2 separate regions of the Anser cygnoides genome follow, and region 1 is linked to region 2. Evidence: chromatin contacts called from public Hi-C data. All regions are on one chromosome and are shown on one strand. Each heading gives the region's core, a stretch centred on a gene start, on an enhancer-like site or on the middle of the called end of the contact. The rest is flanking DNA. Distances are from core to core; before and after follow the strand shown.

Region 1 (5,567 bases), core at 2,246-4,745, 64 kb before region 2:
GAGGCAGGCTGGTAGCTTGGCACCGCCATGCTTCCAGCAAGGGGTGTGTGTACACTGGGTGCTGCTGGAGCTCGGCCACCCGGGCCTGCTCCCACACGGCGGGGCTGGCTGTTTGCACTGCCGGCCTAGGGTCACGCATGTGGAAGTGAGATGCAGCTGAGCGAGGGAGGAGAAAGAGCCAAAGGCTCTTTGGGTGTGTTCTGAAGCAACAAATGCATTACCTGCGGTGCAGCATGTAGGCACTCTAAGTCCTGTTGTAGCCTTCACAGGACCTTAGAGAGAGTCCCTGGCCTAGCAGCCGGTGTCTGCCCAAACACTTACTGTGCCTGACACTAAAATGGAACCGTATAACCTGTGTCCCATACCAGCAGGGAAGTGAATTAAAACTTTGGATAACACTTAGACCAACCTCTCTTATTCTCTACATGGACCCTACAAGAGCGCTGGCTGTGGCTCACAGCTGTTTGAGCTGCAATCACAATGTGAAATCAGTGCTGTAGCTACAGCTGCAGAAATTCCAGAAGTTCCTGCTCTGGGTTGCCTGCAATGTAAATCAGGGCGTGAGCCCTCGGAAAATGCTGGTCTCTGTCTGCTTCATCTCAAAATGAGTGCTTGCTTCTATTTAAAGACAATGTGTTTTACCCTGAGTTTATCACAAAAGGCTGGATAATTGGATGATACAAACTGGCATAGCTCCACGGATGCCAACTGGCATTTAACCCCATTTCTGCATTACTTGATGGCTGGAACCGCTGCTTTGGATGGGCATCAGAGCAAAGGGATACCAAGGCACATGCAATGAGACATGTCATTACCTAGTGGTCAAACCACAGTACAATATTTTAAGAAGTTTGCATTGTCCTAACCCCTGAGTCCGGTGTGCTGGCACTCACGTGGCGACTTCCTGACCGTGTGTCACCTACCTGGAACTGAAACCTTTCTATTTCCCAGAGGTACAGTTGGTGGCACCTTTCCAAAATTCTCCTGGCAAAACGTGTTTGTAAGTAAGCTGCACAATCAGTGCCTTGTCACAGTGTGCGTAGATCTCCAGATGTTTTGCTTATTTTCACATCCCACAGACACACACTGTAGTTTAACGGAGGAAGAACTGGATTTTTTTTTCATCTGTCATCTCTTTATCACTAGCTCTTGGTGATTGACTAGAGAATTTATGCGTTGCAGATGCAGCCCCTCGGCTCCAGCGAGGAGCTTATAAATAGCGTAATGCAAAAACTGCAGCCTGGCGCCAGTGCTGCGAGCTGCAGAGCCATGTGCCCTTTTCGTGGAGGAGTCTGTAGCACAAACTCCTCTTGGCCTTCTAGCACATCACTGGGCTCATAAATTTTTCTGAGGTTAAAAATAAGATAAACAGCCCTGTCTAGTGGCAATTTCAATAACTACATCAGAAGGACATTACTTCTAAAAGAATTCAGCCCCATATGTGTTGAATCAAGTGCGTTTAAAAATAGATGGTTGGCTTGCCTTTCTACATGGCAAATGCTCCAAGTACTTCTCCAGAGACCCTGGATAAACATGTGAGGCCGTACTCTGCCGTTAGCTTTCTCCTAAGAGATTAGCTGCCTTTATTTAATTTTCACCAAAACCAATACAACTCCCTGATGGCTTGCCACTTCTCAGGCTGTGGCTGTATCTGACGCCTCCCCTTGGACGTACTCAGTGCTGGAGGTCCAAAACCTGCCTTGGGCTCCCAAGTGGAAGCTCTCTTTGTGCTGGAAGCCGTGTGGGAGCAGACTTTGCATCACTCTGGGTTCTTGTGGGTCCTGTGGTGCTCCTGGAGGTGGCTCTTACCCGCAGAAAGGGGAAGGTTTTGTTGGGATCGCCGTCTGCACAGCTCGGGGCCTGCAGCAGCCCCGCTTCAGGCCTTCCCGCGGGCTGCCGTGTGCGCTGCTCCGCTGGGCCCGGCGGCACCCAGTTCTCGAGGTGAGCCTGGTGGGGACAGGGGCAATAGCACGGATGGCCCAGCGAGGATGGGGAACCCAAGGGGCTTTTTCATAATTTTAAAACCCCATCACCACATAAGGTGGGCTGGCCCAGAGCTGGTGGTTTGCAGGGTGGGCGTGGGGTGGGCGCAGCGGCAGGCAGGCATCCAGCTGCCTCCTGACACTGGGGGAGGTGTTATCTCTGGCCTCTAGAGTTTAGCAGCCTGACACCCACCTACGTGGTCTTGCTTTTCTTGTTCTGTCACACTCAGGTGTGTGCTCATTGAGATAAGAGATTTCCGAAACCCAGAGGCAGCCCACCCTCCTGCTGCACACCCACCCACTCATCATTATCTGCTCTGTTTGCTCTTAGAGAATGTTTCAAAGAATTCAAGAATGGTTTTTTTTTTATGATATTGATGGTAAAAAAACAAACAAACAAAAAAAACTTTTTATCAAAAGGGAAAATGAGTGTGAAGGGAGCAGTTAGTGAAATTATTGGTATTATAATTGACTTGTGTATTGGTGTTTGTTGTGTATGTGCATATGCATCCATGCATTGTACAGCCTAGATCTGGGAGTCACACTGCCTATATTAGTTGTGGTAAATCAAACTAAGTAAGCAGAAATAATAAAGAAATTGCGTGAGGCAAAGACTCGGCATGCTATCCTTGTCTAATGATGTCAGATTGCAGAGGATCAAAGGTCGGAGCCTGAAGGAAGGAAGGTGACCTCACTAGGAGCTGCTCAGATGTCAGGTGAAGTGCACGCCCCACAAACACCGATAGCATGTTGGTGCTGCAGCCAGAGGTAAGAGCTGAAGATGCTGGTAGATTACAAAACAAATGGCACAGGTTTTTTATATGTAAAACTCTCTTGAAACAAGAACTCTGCTTTTTCTAGGCAGGCAGTCTTTATTTCTTAATCTCAGGGCAAGCAGGTAGAGACAGAAATAAAGCTGTGGCTAGCTGGAAGAGTCATGTGCAACAGAGCTTTAATGTGAAGTCTAAACTTGCATGTTTGTCTGAAGTCTCCAATGAAGCCAACAGAATTTTATAAAAGGAATGCATTCTTGTTAAATCTGTCTCCTCCCTTGCAACACCTCCAGTCAGAGCCTGCAGCCTTGACTTGCTTTTTGCATAAGCAAAGGCTGAAGATAAAGAGAGAGAAGCAATAATAGAAACCTGCAGTTTGCAAAGTGCCCTGCCCAGAAAGAATTCAGGACTTTGATTCAGCTGCTGTCTCTGGACTCTTGCTTTATCTGAGTTCTGTGTAAGTGCTTTTCTTTGTGCCCCATCTCTTTGTTGCCTTTCTCTGCCATATACCAGACTGAATCTGGTGAATTAGGTTTTTCAGTTATTTTTGTCCGATGTTTTTTAAGCTGCAAGTCCTGGATCATGTCTCCTATTTCTCATTCTCCCCTTGAGCTGGGTTTTCTTTCTTACATCTCCTTTTATGAGTTCTGACTCAATTCACTCACTTTGTGTGTTGGCATCTCCCATCACGACTGCCTGCCAATTCCTTGCAAGCCCCGTGTCATCTCCTCCACGCACTGTGGTTCTTGGCTGCCTGCCGAGTCTCAGACTTCACACTTCAGGATTTCTAGGATCTGCCCTCTTGAGAATTTTTTCCTTTTTTTATTTCCTCTCCCTTTTAATATTTAAAACGATTTCTCCTCTGGCCCTGAGTTGAACTCTCTCCAGGCACAAGGCAAATCAGACTGTTCTGCAGCCTGAGGTGGAGCACGCTGAGCTCAGACGGGCAGCACAGAGGGCAGGCGCCGTGTGCTCCTGGGGTTGTATTCAACACGTGAGGGTCTCTCGGCTGCCGCTCTGAACAGCAAGATCTGTGGGTAACCCAGCATGCCAAGTTTTAATATGCTCCAAAGATTGATAGATGCTAAAAATTCCATTTGGTGACAAACTGAGGGAAGGCAACAGTTGACAGGAAGCGTTATCCTGGCAGTTTTAAGTTGTTCTTCCTATTTGCTGTAAAGGGTGTTTCCCACATACAATTGTGCAAAATTGAATAAGAAAAGCTAGCTAATTTGCAGGGGAGAAAAAAATTCTTAAATGTGGTTGTATATAAACCAGCTTCTCTTACAGACTTATTTCTAAGGCTTCCTCAAAGTTGCTTGCTCTTTTGAAATTCTGTTGCTGGTTTTGTGGTTCCATTTAGTACCAAATGGCTACTTTGCCTGCTTTTTTGTATAACGAACAGTGTGTATGTCAATCACATATAAAACAAACTTGCACGTGTTAACATTAAATGGTCACAATCACTTTCTCATACTCTGTTTTGATCTCTGTGGGAAGCAGGCACAGAAAGAGACGAAGAATGTGGATCTAGAAATACGTACATGCTTGCAGAAGAACTTGCTGGCCTGCACATGCATTGCTCCAGTCTTCATGAGAAGTTTGTATCTGACCTAGTATCTGGACAAAAGTTTTCTTGGTTCTTAACCTGTAGTATTAAGGCAGTAATTCCATAGCTTATGTTGCTCATTATAACTAATGTAATAATCACATAACAAAATATACAAATAGAGAATAAAACTGTCTTTTCATCCTTAGACTAGAATACTGTGTTCTTTATAACCCATTTATACATTTGTATAAACATGCCATATGGATATTCATTAATGAATGTTCTTTGCAAATATAACCCCTTCTTTCTGCATGTAATAAGTCAGCCTTGACTTCTGGATAGTGTTTGCATAATTGGAATAACCTTATGTGCCAGACTCAGAAATTGCTTAAGTCAATGAGAAGCTGTAAGTCTTTCCACTAAGCTGAACAAGTTTAGGATCTTGATTTATTTTCGTATTTAAATTTAGATCTTTCTGCCTTTGTTTTTTTTTGCATAGCAATTTTATAATATTGATCACTTGTGATATATGGCTGATCACATAACTCATACACTATTATTTCTTTCACTCGATTTGATACCTATAAACTCTTTTGCAGTAATGTTACCCTCATCAAATTTCCTGGGTAAGGATGTCTGTATACATATTTGTATACATACATATAATATACATGTGTGGGCTGTCTGTATATATTTAACAGCACAAACTCCATTCTGCACACATGGTTTCTGTGTGGGCAGAAAGATTTAATTCACAGACATCGGTGCCAGAGCAGGAGTAGCCTGGTGGCTAGCAGTCCCACACTGGCTCCCTTCCTAGCTAACGCACGCTGCCTTTTACACAGCTGCGTGCTCATCCTCGCGGGAACAGAGATGCCTGTAGTGACCGACTGTGCAGATTTCTCTGTTACAGATTCTCAAATGCTCTCTTTATGACCTAGTGTTCTTATAAATAACTATTTTTGGTTACTTTCATGAGCTGCAGTTGACAGCAGTGGGACTCCTATTTAATTACATTATGGTTCTTATTAATACCAGATGTGTTCATCACAGCTCGAAGGATTGCAGTGACTACCAAAGGAATTACGCCTTAAGTGGAGTCTGACATGTAAATCTCAGAGTACTGTTCTCCAGAGATTCATGTAAACTGTCCATCATTTGTTTGCTCCTTCCATTCTTGTATTAAAGGCACCCTAAGCTGTAAGTGTACCTGTCGCTTAACAGGGCTTGTGTCTAAAGCACTCTGCTGAGGCTGGCTGC
Region 2 (5,681 bases), core at 2,932-5,431:
CCCATCTGTTTTCACGGCTCTGTGGCTTGTCAGCTCCTGAGATTGCCTTGACACTGGAATGCAGCTGGACTTCATACACGGGAAATCACCCAAAGGTTAAATACTGCTTGGGAATGTTACCTGTTCACAGCTGCTTGAAAAAACATGCTCTTTTAGCCAAGATGCCAGGAATGATTTTGTAACTAAAGTAATCATGCTAAAAAAGTGATTAAAAATTGCTGAAGATTTATAAAGGACGTTTACTACCTTTTATTTTTTTATTATTTTTACATGTGATAAAGGAAATAGGGAGAATCACCACATGCTTTCTGTTAAAGAATAGGTGGCCTAGAGCAGATGTCTGGTCTTCATAAAAGTGCCTCCAAAATGTGCAGGCCTTCCTTGCGGGGGGACATAAAATAGTCCTGTTGTTCTGTGTTGTGAGTCTAAATAGAAGTTTGGCAAAAAGTTCAGCCATAAACTGAAGGTGCACGTTGGCATGTCTGCGTTAGCTGATTGCTGTAATTTTAAATAATGTTTTAAACGGCTGCGGTGCCTCCAGCCCTCAGCCAGCTGTACCCGTGTGCTGCTGCTGGTCAGAAGTCTGTGGGCCTCCCGGAGAGCACAGGGGCTAGAAAGATAAAGACTCCTTAATAGTTCAAAGCAGGCTGTTCTGTTGAATGGAGATAAGAAGAATTTGTAGAGGTTTATCTCAGTCGATTAATTAGTTAGGAATGCATTCATTATTTACTATGCAAATGTATGGACTACATTTCTTTCTTTTTAGGTTCAAGGTCCCCAGTGACTACAGCAGCATCCCTAGCTGGTTTTGCTAGTTCTGTCCTTGGCTAGGCAGCAATTGCTGTATAAAAGTTGTTTAAAAACAGAACTGACTTCTTAAAAACAAACAAGGAAGGGGAAATCACACACCTGATGGAAAACTAAGCATTATACTTATGTGGGTTTTTTTTCCTTTCTTTGTTTTACAGTGAAGAGAGCTACAATGTCACAGATTATTCTTTAAGGGATCAGCTCGTGGTACAGCAGTGTGACAGTGAGGACCTGACTTCTTCTCCTGTAAAGAACACTTCAGCTATGCTGTACTCCCGGCAGAGCGCTACGGTGTACCCCTTCAGATTGGCAGTCCTCAGTAACCACGCAGGAGAGAAGGTGGAGATGCTCTTGGGAACAGACACTCCGTAAGTAAATAGTTATAACTTCTGTAATTTTTCCACCTGATCGTCTCAGGTTGTTGTTGCTCTCCCAGCTCCCAAGCATGGCAGTATGAAATGCCCAGCTTCTCTTTGTTTGCAAAGCTTAAAACAAGATGAAACAAAACAGTACAGTAGAGTTCACAAGCAGGCAGTCTGTATGATATCTGATCAGCAGTGACCAGGGAAGGGTTACATCAGAAATGACCCTGTATTTGTCACGGGCCACACTGGTGTCCTGTTCAGCAGCGCTGGAGAGTTTGTTGTTCCACCTGCTGACTGTTGTGATTTGCACTGTTTTTATTCCATTAAGTGTGCACTTCCAAAGCTAGGCAAGGTAACGGTGACAAGCCTTTCTGTTTTTTAATGGTTGGCGGAGAAGGAGAATGTGCAGCTTGTATAAGATCCTAGATAGAGGAATAAATATTTACTGGAATAAAATAGAGCCTCTCCAAACCTGGTTCGTTTTCTCATGGATAATCTTGTCATGAGCAGGCTCAGTGGTTTTAAATCCATGTCATGTTACTGTCATTCTCTTTTTTTGATGTCATGTTGTAGGGATAATAGCAAATTGAGTACACATGCTAAAATTATGTAAACTGAAGTATCTGTTGCTAGGTGCTGTTGTTTTAGGTCTTCAGACCAAGAATTAACTGTGCCTCTGCCTCAGAGACTGCCAGTTCCCTAGGCAGTGAGTAATGGCGTGGCTGTGCTTTGCAGTGAGTTACTTTAATACCATTAGTGATAAGTAAATTGAGAGCCCATTAGAGGGTAGAATAGAAAGGAGAAATGACAAAGCTTCACTTGTATGTAGTTCGGTGTGGTCTGAAATAGAGTTCTCATCACAAAGCCACATCTGACTTTCTGCAAACATTTTGCTGCCTCTTCCAAACCTGCAGCCAAATGGCTAAGTACAAAGCTGGTGGCAGTAAGGAACAAAAAAAGGAACTAAAAAAATACATTGAGATAATGCAGAGGGAGTCCGTGTTGGTGCAAGGCACAGTGAGCTACAGTCATGCATTGCTTCAAGGTGTTGAAAGATTATCTGTGATAGCTTTGCATAAAAATGTTTCTCATAAACAGGAACCAAAAATCTTAGGTTTAAGACTTCTTATTTTTGAAAAAAAAAAAAAAAAAAAAAGGAGAACTGACATGACCATTCCTAAACAGTGAGGACTTTTTGTTGCATTTTAGTTGGAGGGGGTTTTCATCAGAGGGAAAGACTGTAAGTCAGTGTAATGTTGCTGAAGACAGCAGAGTATCTGAAGGGTAATCCAGGCTGAAGATAATAATAATGCTGGATTTCTGAATCCCTTCTGGTTGTTATTGGTGAGGCAAACATGCCAGGACTGCAGGACAGGGATTTACGGGGGATTGGAGGGGGGAGCGTGGGGAGAAGCTTGTATGTGCAAAAATAAAGGTGGTGTTTTCCAAACTGAGCTTAAAATGCAACCATTTTGATTCCAGCAAAGGGCAGACTATAAGCTGTCACTGCTTTCATTTGCAGTCCTCACTTAGCATCAAGATAATTAGCTCATTCTAATTAAGCCAAATCTAGTGAAAGTTAATTATTGTTCTATTTGCTTCTTACAGTAGGATGACCTCAGGCTTTAGTGGCGGGTAATGCAGTTTAAAATTACTTTAAAAACAGAGTAAGCAACGTAGCTGCCATTAACCTTTCACCTTGCCCTGGATGCATTTTTCCTGTGCGAGGCTCAGAGGCTCCCAGGCACAGCCCCTCAGGGCCCTGCTGTCTTTGGAGCTTGTGGAGGGTCTCTGGCTGCCCCCTGCCTGGTACAGCACTGGGTCTTGGGCACTCTTGGTGTTAAGGTGCTGTCTTTATTAAGCATCACAATGCCTCTGTAGCTACGTGACTTTTGTATGGCATACCTCAACTTCTCTGCGTAACGTTTCTGACCTCCGTTGCCTGCATACACTCCGAGTTTAAATTGTGAAGTGCTCAGTTTCTGGATCAGTTTCATTTGAGCCTCTCTAAGTCTCTGGATCATTGTTGAGAGCCCAAAGACGACTGTGGACAATGAAGGTTAGTTACCCAAATACTACAAATACAGCAACGCTCTGAGACGTGTGGTTGGGGCTTTGGGTGATCCTGTGTGGACCAGGAGCTGGACTCGGTGACCCCTGTGGGTCCCTTCCAACTCGGGATGCTCCGTGGCTCTGCTTCCACTTGAACTACAAATGGCGCTGAATTATCGCTGCTGGTTGCTGTAGCGTAAGTACGTGTTAGGTCAAATACTTCTCTAATATTTTCTTCTGAGAGCTGGAAGTTGAGATGTGGGTTTTCTGCCTCGCTTGCCTGTTAGCAGAGAACTTCTCTCAAATAATCAATGGGGCCAGGGGGTAAGTGCCTAAAGTAAACTGGAGAGCAACGAGTGTCCTGTAGCTGCAAGCAGTCCGTACACCTGCATTCTGTAGTGCGCTTAGGTATGTAGCTGTCTTACCGGTGGTTCAGACCATTACCGACCTCCCAGACCAGTGCTCGTCACTAAGAACTGCAGGTTTTTGCATTCCTGGCAGAAGTTGCAGGCAGCTTTGGCTGTGTAACAGTGCTCCCATCTCATCCCGGGCACGCGGGATAACTGCAGGTGAACCTACGCGTAACGCAGCGTAGCACGAGGCAAATGTTGCCTTTACGGTGTAGTTAGGGAGATTCTCTTAGCATTTATCTTGACAAGACGACCTGGGATAATCGGACTGCAGAGATTCATCAAGGATTGCTCTGGTATTTTTTCTGCACTGGTTTCTTCCTTGCTGCTTTGAAGTACCTTGTCCTGCTAGTTATTTTAGCAGCAGGGCATTTCTAACAAGCACTCCGTGCGTAGGGTGCAGGATTAGCTGGGGGACATGGGCACAGGGGATCCCGCGGCACAGCAAACGCTGAACTGAGTGCGTTGGGTCCAATGCTGAACGGTGCTGTCCCGGGGCAGCTTTGTGAGCCCTGTACCACAGCGGTCGGACGGTGCGGGAGCGGAAACTGCAGGATGGGATGGAGGAGGAGTTTGGCATGGCCGCGGGGAAGCTGGGGAGCTGTGCCGGATAGAGGTGGTCCTTGTTCTCCTGGGGCAGTGCTGGAGTGCTCCGCTTTAGAAAAGGGCAACAAGCGGCGTCTTGTTCTTTGGGGTGCGAGTCTCGGAGAGGCCATCGCTGCTCTGTGGTGCCATTAACTTGCACACAGCCCTTCACAGAAGTGAAAGATGGGATCTGTTCCGCGGGGGCTGGGGGCGGGACAGAGGACATGAAACAGAACGCTCCAGACGCATCCCAGCCTGGAAAAACTTACGGTTTTAGGTTTGCTTTCAAAGTTTAGAATAACTCTGAAAGAAACTATAGATCGTTAATGATCCCTATTAAAGATCTTACTATAAAGTAAGCAGATGATTCAGACTTGCTTGGAAATGCGTTTTTATTGGGAAAAAAATGAAGCGCATTTTTAGTTGTCTGGGCTTTTTATAAAAAGACATTTTGTTCTACAAAAGATTACTGCTTGCCTATATAAGGTTTGTAATATAAATAGCAGTCCAGCAGATTGTCTTTCAAGGGAAAGAATCTCTGACAATACCTCCTTGATGTGAAAACTCTTTTTATAGAGCGTTACCGTGTGTTGTGCGCTCAGGGTACAGAAAATCCCAGATTTCTTGTAACTTTAGGCGAGCGCGATGGGGAGGGCAGCGGCAGGAGGAGGCAGCTGGACACTTCAGAGCACTCGCTGAACGGGGCGATGCACAGGTGGAAGCGAAATGTTTGCGTTGACTCCGATTTCCAGCGCAGCAGAGGCCTGTTCCCACTGTCCTCGCTCCGGGACAGCTGTAATTGTGCCTGCTGCTGGAGGCGGAGGGTTAAATGACACGGTCATTTAGCATTAGATTATCCACTGGTGCTGGCATCTTTTTGTATTTGTTTCCCACTCTGTCTGTTTACACAAGTAACATCGATTCTCTTGAAAAATACATGGAAAGTTGCAGAGGGACATACATAAAGGCTTTCCTAGTCTGGCTGAAAGCAGTGGTTTCTGGACGGGATTTTTCATATGCTCTAACAGTGCCTGCTGGGAGAAGGTGACTTCAGTGGGAGCAAATTTGTTTTGTTTTCACAAAATATATGGTGTACATGGATTTATGAAGAAACGTGTATTTAGACAGGAAGCCAGTCTGGCATTATCCCATTTTTTCAGAGTTGCCTGAAAGGAAATGTAATTTTCTTATCAAGACTGGTTAAGGGAAAATACGAATCTGTAAATAACATGTTTCTAAAAATAAGAACAAAATTAAGCTTGTGCAAAATTCTATATGTTTTCTTACTGTGGTTGAAACACAAGTTTAGCACTGGTTTCAGAGTTTCAAAAAAATAGACAAATGCAGAAGACAGATGATACTATTTTTAGTTAAAAACTCAAGTTATCTAAAGACAAAAACAAAATTTTGAAAAAGAAAATTCAAGTGGGTTATTTGTTTAATTAGTCGTAAGTATTAG

The links. A called contact is a pair of places that touch in the nucleus more often than the background predicts.
Region 1: a Hi-C map of liver shows a contact between it and region 2, with 2.4 times the contacts expected there. The contact joins two enhancer-like sites. A contact is called at or near these places in 4 of 7 Hi-C or Micro-C datasets (fetal liver, granulosa cells and liver).

What each region holds. Positions count from the first base shown.
Region 1 is chr9:26,146,034-26,151,600 of Taihu_goose_T2T_genome, reverse strand. LOC106043562 (a long non-coding RNA gene) reads left to right here. Exons shown (of 8, transcript XR_010833684.1): 7 at 2,629-2,750; 8 at 4,259-4,512. Among named protein-coding and RNA genes, the nearest start is that of ARHGEF26, 20 kb to the right of the region's middle. Within about 2 kb of position 3,495, at least 1 of the 3 cell types and tissues checked has open chromatin away from gene starts, as enhancers often do.
Region 2 is chr9:26,082,996-26,088,676 of Taihu_goose_T2T_genome, reverse strand. ARHGEF26 (Rho guanine nucleotide exchange factor 26) reads left to right here. Exons shown (of 14, transcript XM_013193056.3): 11 at 969-1,178. Among named protein-coding and RNA genes, the nearest start is that of DHX36, 27 kb to the right of the region's middle. Within about 2 kb of position 4,181, at least 1 of the 3 cell types and tissues checked has open chromatin away from gene starts, as enhancers often do.